Linked DNA regions of Sus scrofa: region 1 is linked to region 2. A link is a contact called in public Hi-C data. All regions are on one chromosome and are shown on one strand. Each heading gives the region's core, a stretch centred on a gene start, on an enhancer-like site or on the middle of the called end of the contact. The rest is flanking DNA. Distances are from core to core; before and after follow the strand shown.

Region 1 (3,412 bases), core at 628-3,127, 830 kb before region 2:
AATAGGTGGATTGGTGAGAGTACAGACATAATACACTGATTTCAGCAAGACGTTGGACAAAAATCTCGCCCTACATAGTGCAGCAAAAAAAGAAAGAAAAAGTTTGAGTCAACTCACAACAGATGAATCACAGATATCAAAAAATAACCATGGATCCCTGAATCAATACCAGTGAAAAGGGAGGCTCCTTGAGCCTATCCATTGGATTCCATCCTATTCTCTAAACTATTAAAGAAAACCCAGAAATCTATGTTCTGACAATAGACTGACACCAAACACTAATAAGAAACAGAGGAAAAGTGTCTGAAAAGCTCCAAGTCAGGGACAGGGGAGTTTTTCCGGGCAGTAGCTTCTGTAAGAATAAAAGCCCAGCGGGCACTGGGTGATTCTGAGCCCATTTGTAATCACGCGCAGCAGATGCTCTGGGTCCCTGGCAGTGCTCCAGCCCTGGCTGCACAGGGATCTACGTATCCTGGGTGGGATGTAAGACCAAACACTTCCTCCAGAACTGAGATGCCATGACTCTAACATGACTGCAAATCCTGGCCTGGTGTCCTGCAGGATTATTGCTAAATAACTGCAGAGGAGGGAATCAAAAAATGATGGCAATGAAAACATCTTCCAAAGCCACTGATTTTCTAAAAGACCCCATACAAAAGCCCCCTTTCTGATAGCTACTCTAATTACCAGAATGCTGTGGTACCTTGTTGCAAAGACAAAAACGTCAGCTGACCAAACCATGAGTTTAAGACAGGCAGAAAAATTCAACAACTCCCGACCATTGCCAGATCCAATACACAAAACAGTTAATTTATAACAGTTAAAACCTGGCCTCTGACCAAGTCCAAAAGAACTATGTCTTATTTCACTTGCTCTTGAATATGTCTCTTTCAGAGATAAATGACTCTGCTCTCTGCCAGTTCCCTCCTCTGTTTGGTGTTTTGTTGAGCCAGGCCTGTGACAAGCCAAGAGTTGATACATCTGCTTGAATGTGTAATTTACCTCTCTGGTCAACTTTGCCTTTTTTTTTTTTTTTTTTTTTTTCTCCTTGACAATATTATGTCAAACAATCACATCACCACTGGCTCTGATCTCTTTGTTGTTAGCTAATAAATTAGAGAGTATTTATTATCTGCAATCCTTTTTTCCTCTTTTAATGGTGACACATTTGTGGTGAATTACAGGGCAGCTTTATAAACTCGGCTCCGGGCCAGTCTCAGGCCCTGCATGCATGTGAACATTCCCTCTCCCGGCTGGCCTCCCGGGCCGGTGGTAAATCAAGGCAGCTGTCACAGTACACTAAGTTAGTGTGCGTCACCGGGGAGAGCAGGAAGCGTTGGGGGTATAATTCTGTCCATCAAACTAATATGTTATATCAGTAGCTTTGTAATCTTCGGCCATAACTTATGGGAAGTGACACCTAAGAATTCACTTTGAAGGCAATGTGTTCCTCAGCCTTTAAGCCAAAACAGACCCGATTCTCAGCAACCGTTCCTCTGTTTACACGAGTGGATTTCTAGTGCCGGGGAATCGGGTCCCTATCAGTGTGGCAGTATTTTACACATTCCACCACCAGCTGAACTCTGTTTACAGCCCTCCCGGCAGGATTTGTAAACTTTTCAAACAGGATTTCTTCTCTTCTTTGGGTTACCCTTGCCTTAACCTCCAGTAGCCAGAGAGATAAATCGGCTCCGTGCATGTTATCATGACAAAGCAGAGCTCTGACAGACAGGGATGAATGGGTGCCCCCTGTTCCTGGTCCGTCCCCCTGCAACCTCTGCCTTGACAAATGTGGGAAACGCCTGCAAAAGACAGAGCACTCACATCGCTGGGGCCTGGATGGCAGCATGGCTCTGGGTTTGGTTGCTACATGCCCACGTGATCCCTTAGGAAGGGAAGACCTACACCCTGCAAGAGACAGCACACTTTCTAAGGCAGGACATGGGGGCCACCGGAGTCACACAGCGTGTCCTTCTTGTCCAGATTGTGCCATTGGATTGTCTCTGTCATCTCTCCCTGTGCACCCCCACTCCCACTGTCTTCCCCAGCTGCATTCTCAGCTGGCCAATGAGAGAAGCCCTGTGGGGAAGATTAAGTAGTTCTGCGAGCTGCCATCTGATGGAAAAGAAATCTACAAGAACTGTTCAAAGGCACTCTTCCTCCCCCAGGCACAAGACTAAATATGCACAGTAAAGAAATTTGAAAAATGCCTGCCCTTGCCATCCCCAATACCCCTTTGATTGATAGCAGAGAGGGTTTGCTATGATAATTTTACTTTGACAGGTCCCAGGCATAAATCCCACAGAGTTGTTGCTCTGGTTTGACAACCTTCGAGGCCTCCAGTTAGGAACAGGAAACAGGCCTCTATTTTTCACCCTCAATGCTCCTTCAGGTGCAAAGAAAAGACCTTATGGAAAAAAATAAATCCTTATCTGAGGGGGAAACCAAATTCAAAGCAGTTTTAATACTTATTCATCAGAAAGAATGTCCAACAGGGGAAGATGTGACCTCTGTCCTACTTCTTCCAACTTACATTTAAATCTTCCCAATAAGAGATTTGAAACCTACTCATAGTGAGAAATGGAGATGTCTTTTCCGTTCATGTTTTGGTTTTATGAAGTTGTAGTATTTTACTTCAAGGTCAGCCTAGATAGGTACCAATATATTTTAGAAAAATCATTGCGCAAAAACAAAAATGCAAACCCATAACAACATCTATAATTGATCATCATTTACTAACAATGGGCCACATTCTGCCTCATTCCATCCCCTTCATCTTCACAACCACCTCCAATGAGTCAAGCCTCAATTAATACGAATGCAATTTTAAAAAGAGCCAAGGTAATGCGTTTTTTCAGCATTCATCTTTTGGGCATGCTTCATGAAATGTCAGGGATTATTTGGGGATCAGTGGCTAGTGGCTCTTCACCCCATCATCTCCCAGGCTCCATCTGAGAACCAAGACACAGCCACGAGCACCCAAGTTACAGAAATCAGATTTCACTGGCTTGAATCGAGAAGAATCTCTGGTGCCCCTTAAGGTACCTAGAAAAGTAAATTAATCAGAATCCATTCTCCAAACATTTTAGTTGAGCTCGCCTAGAAATGCAACATTGTGACCTTTCAAAAATTTTTAAATGCACAAACCCAAGCGAATGTCTAAAATGAAGTATTTCCATGTCCTTAAAACTTTCAGAAGTTGAAGGTTTTCCTTCCAGTGATCTACTGCTTAGGAACTATGTAAGAATCTGCTTTCTCTGGGTTCTAGCATTAAGAGAGGGTCCATATAGCATCAATGCCCTAAGAGTGGACCCCTGCTTCAATCCCACCCCACCCCTAGGCCATTACTAAGGGTGCCATCCGAGTTCTGCAGAAAGTCTGCCCTATTGAGAGACACCAGTGACAGGAAAAT
Region 2 (3,488 bases), core at 400-2,899:
CCCTGCGCTCCCTGCCCCACCATTTATCAAAAGGACTTGACAACAAAAGAAGAGCCGGGGCGGAAAAGTGGGGGAGGGTAGATTCAAAGTCTTCCAAGTCCTTCCGAGGAAGGGGATGTGTCCTCGCTCTCGACCCCTTCCAGTTTCTGCGAGTTTTTGGAGGTGACCCCCGAACTCGCTCCCAACGCTACCAAAGCCCTGACAACTCACACAGCGGCACAGGCATTCATGCACACTTCTGCACCCAGATCCAGGTACTCAGAGTCGCGCACAGCGCCTCCCCTCTTCCTTCCAAACAGCCCGAGTGACGGTGCAAATCGAGGGGAACGCGGCAGTCCCGCTCCGCTTCCCTGGAAGAGCCAGTGTTCCCACAGGCAGCCACTCCCTCCCTCTCTCGTTCCTTCTTTCTGCTTTCTCTGAGCAGGTCAGTCCCGGCTCGGCGTTCCAATAAATTCTAGCGGGCAGAGGGGAGTAACACCGGCTATCTAGCCTGCGGGGATGGCGCAAGGTGAAGGAAGGGTTGAGGAGGGGGCATGAGTGAGCCTGAAATGTATCTCTCCCAAACACACACGGTCAGGCCTCTTCTTTGTAGCCTCCTAGCCCTAGCCACGATTGTGGAGACGTCAAAGAATTGAGGCTAGGGGTACCCCATCATTGACCTCCAGGACTCAAGGTTATATTGGTGGTGTGGCTCTTAGAAGTCTCCGAGTTTAGGGTCCCGGCACTACGCGGGGTGGGGTCCGCGGCAGGGCAGCCTAAAGACTGAACGCTACACGTCCAGGAGGGACTATCTTGACTGGGGGCTGGGGGTAGGGGTGGAAATCTCCCGTGTTAGACGTCGCCACCGCCCGTCTCGATACCCGGAGCGGCTCCTAACTCCGCGGCCCCAATGGACAGGAAACCCAGAGGTGGAAGGGTGTACCTATCTCCGATATCGAAAGGAACGAGGCGCACACCCCAGGCCAGAGCACCCCTCCCGGCGCCCTGGGCGCACCTGCGCACTTTACTCTCACTATTCATTTTCCCGACACTGAGCGTCTTTCTCCTCTTCCATTCTTTTTCTTAGAGCCCCCAGCTCTCATCCCAGGAGGCTGCTCCTCTTTCCCCCTCTTCCAATTCCCCCTCGGTCTCTTCCTCTCCGTCTCTCTCTCCCTCTTTTTCCCTTCAAGTCGCACCCGCCTTGTAATCAGCAACAAAAGCTGACATAAATCACCGGCGGATTGACAAGAGCTGACAAATAACTGATTGATTGCGGTCGAGGAACATTGACAATTGATGGAGGGGTGGAGATGCCCAAAGAACTGGTGGGGAGGGGGGAGAAGAAGAGAGGGTGGCAGGGGAGAGTAAGAATGGGGGGGGGCGCTGAGTGTGAAACAGAGGAAACATGTGACCCCCGCTCCTGCCCCAATCTGCGCATCCCCGGGCGTCACGTGGCCGGGAAGGGCGGGGAGCCTAGCACACCCAGCGGAGACGTGCCTCCACCGCCTCCTCTTCCCACCTGACTTCTGGTTTCTCCGCCGCCGAATCTCAAGAAATCAAAGCGGGCGGGCAGCCGGACCAACTCCAACGCCTGCTCCCCACCTTTCCTTACCCAGGCGGCCGCACCGCAATTGATTTCAGTTACTGAGGAGGAGGAGAGAATATTTACTGTGTGCGCCCCCTGTGCGTCCCTGGAGTTGACAGTCCGGCTGTGGTCCAGATTCCTGCCGGAGCTCCTTACGAACACCCTCAATCTATTCCTCATACGCACCCTCCTGCAAAAGGTTTCAGTTTATTCTCGAGCTGGGGAAAGGAAGGACGACGAGGAAGAAAAAAGAGGGAGGCGGCAGATAGCAAACGTAGAATAAATGTCCAGCTCGTCCTCCGAGCGAAATCAAGGGAGGGGACACGCAGGGGGAGAGGCGAAGTGGGAGCTGCCCATTAAAACCAGTGCTGAGAGTCCTGGCGGCGGCGGCAGCAGCGGCGCGGGACGCGTCACATCCCCTTGACCCTCCAATCACCTCGGGCTCCCATTTGATTGGAAGGCGGCAAAGGCTTTAATCTCCCCCTCGGTGCAGCTGCTTTTGAAGTGAGTTTCCTCGCCAGAGCCCCGGCTGGACAGGCAGCGGCTCACATCGCAGAGCGCAGCGCCAGCGCCGGGCCGCGAGTGCGCAGCGCAGGGGCACAGCCCGAGGCGGATACGGCGAGCCACCCGGCACTCCCGCAGTCGGGCCGGCTCCTCCCGCTCGGCCACGGCTCCGCTGCGGGCCACCCAGGATTATTCGCTTCTGGCTCCAGGCGCCGAGAAGGCGCGCTGGGCGCCGGTGGCCGCCTCGCCAGCTCCTCCTGCTGCTCCTGCTCCCCGGGCGAGCGCGCAGCCCCGAGCCCGCCCCGCGCCTCGCGGAGCCCTCCCCCCGCTGCTCCCATGCGCGCGGGTGGGTCATGAGCACAGCGCCCTCGCTTTCTGCCCTAAGAAGCAGTAAGCACAGCGGCGGCGGCGGCGGCAGCAGTGCGGACCCTGCCTGGACCAGCGCGCTCTCTGGAAATAGCTCCGGCCCCGGCCCAGGCTCGTCCCCGGCCGGCAGCACCAAGCCTTTTGTGCACGCCGTGCCCCCCTCTGACCCTCTCCGCCAGGCTAACCGCCTGCCTATCAAGGTGCTGAAGATGCTGACCGCACGGACTGGCCACATTTTGCACCCCGAATACCTGCAGCCCTTGCCTTCCACTCCTGTCAGCCCCATAGAGGTAAAGACCCTATCCCCGGATCGCGCTGGGACCACCACCCGGCTGCTGCTCTCGGGATCTGGGGGTTGGAAGGTGGGGGTATCGGAGTGATTCAGCTTCGGGATGGGGGGAGAGGATAGTGCTCCCGCACCTTAAAACTAGGGTGGAAAGGGGGGAGGAGGTAGAACGGGGTGTGAATGCTGAGAGACAAGGCAGCCAAAACTTGTTTCTCCCTTTGGTATTAAAACGCCTTCCACGACTCAGGCCCCCTTACTTTCAGCCCAGAAGACCTACTGGAGTCCAAAATATGGTTGGTTCCAAAGTCGCAGTCCTCCGGTTCCCCAGAAGCTGGTTATTTGTGCACAGCCTCTAAGGCGCCAACTGCCCTAGCCCTTACTCGGAAGAATTAGGGATGGGGTGGGGGAGAGGGCTACAGTTCTAGGTCAAAGAGTCAGAAACCAAAACATTTTGTGCGGTTTGTTTTGTTTTGTTTTGTTTCCAAATCCATTTATCCCTGAGAGGACGGAGAAGATCCTGATGGTGGGGTTGGGGGGGGGGGGGGAAGGGTGCTGTCGCCTTTCTCAAAAGCAAGAATGTGTGTATGTAGAAGGGGTGTCGCCTAGAATTGCGCCTTGGGGCTGGGAGGATCTTTGCAGGTCATTACAGAGGTGCGTTTGAAACCTAAAAGCCAGGATTCTAAAGGGTTTCCCCTTCTTTCTTTGTTTCCCCCCCCCCCCCACGTCTGACCCCACAGCTTGATGCCAAGAAGAGCCCGCTGGCGCTGT

What was found. Hi-C and Micro-C count contacts between places; a contact is called where the count stands out from the background.
Region 1: a contact with region 2 is called in a Hi-C map of embryonic fibroblasts, with 2.9 times the contacts expected there. The contact joins the enhancer-like site here to the promoter of ZNF503 in region 2. A contact is called at or near these places in 4 of 47 Hi-C or Micro-C datasets (embryonic fibroblasts, mesenteric adipose tissue, omental adipose tissue and 1 more) and 1 of 2 datasets of contacts at active chromatin or transcription factors (skeletal muscle).

Annotation. Positions count from the first base shown.
Region 1 is chr14:78,754,491-78,757,902 of Sscrofa11.1, reverse strand. All of the region lies in intron 5 of LRMDA (a long non-coding RNA gene), which reads right to left. Among named protein-coding and RNA genes, the nearest start is that of LRMDA, 800 kb to the right of the region's middle. Within about 2 kb of position 1,877, at least 28 of the 83 cell types and tissues checked have an H3K27ac peak or open chromatin away from gene starts, as enhancers often do. A contact at or near this core is called in embryonic fibroblasts and skeletal muscle, where this site is marked.
Region 2 is chr14:77,926,915-77,930,402 of Sscrofa11.1, reverse strand. ZNF503 (zinc finger protein 503) reads left to right here and starts at 1,649. Exons shown (of 2, transcript XM_021073148.1): 1 at 1,649-2,724; 2 at 3,458-3,488. The coding sequence starts at 2,422. It overlaps LOC106506044 (a long non-coding RNA gene), which reads right to left and starts at 983. Exons shown (of 3, transcript XR_001301017.2): 1 at 211-983.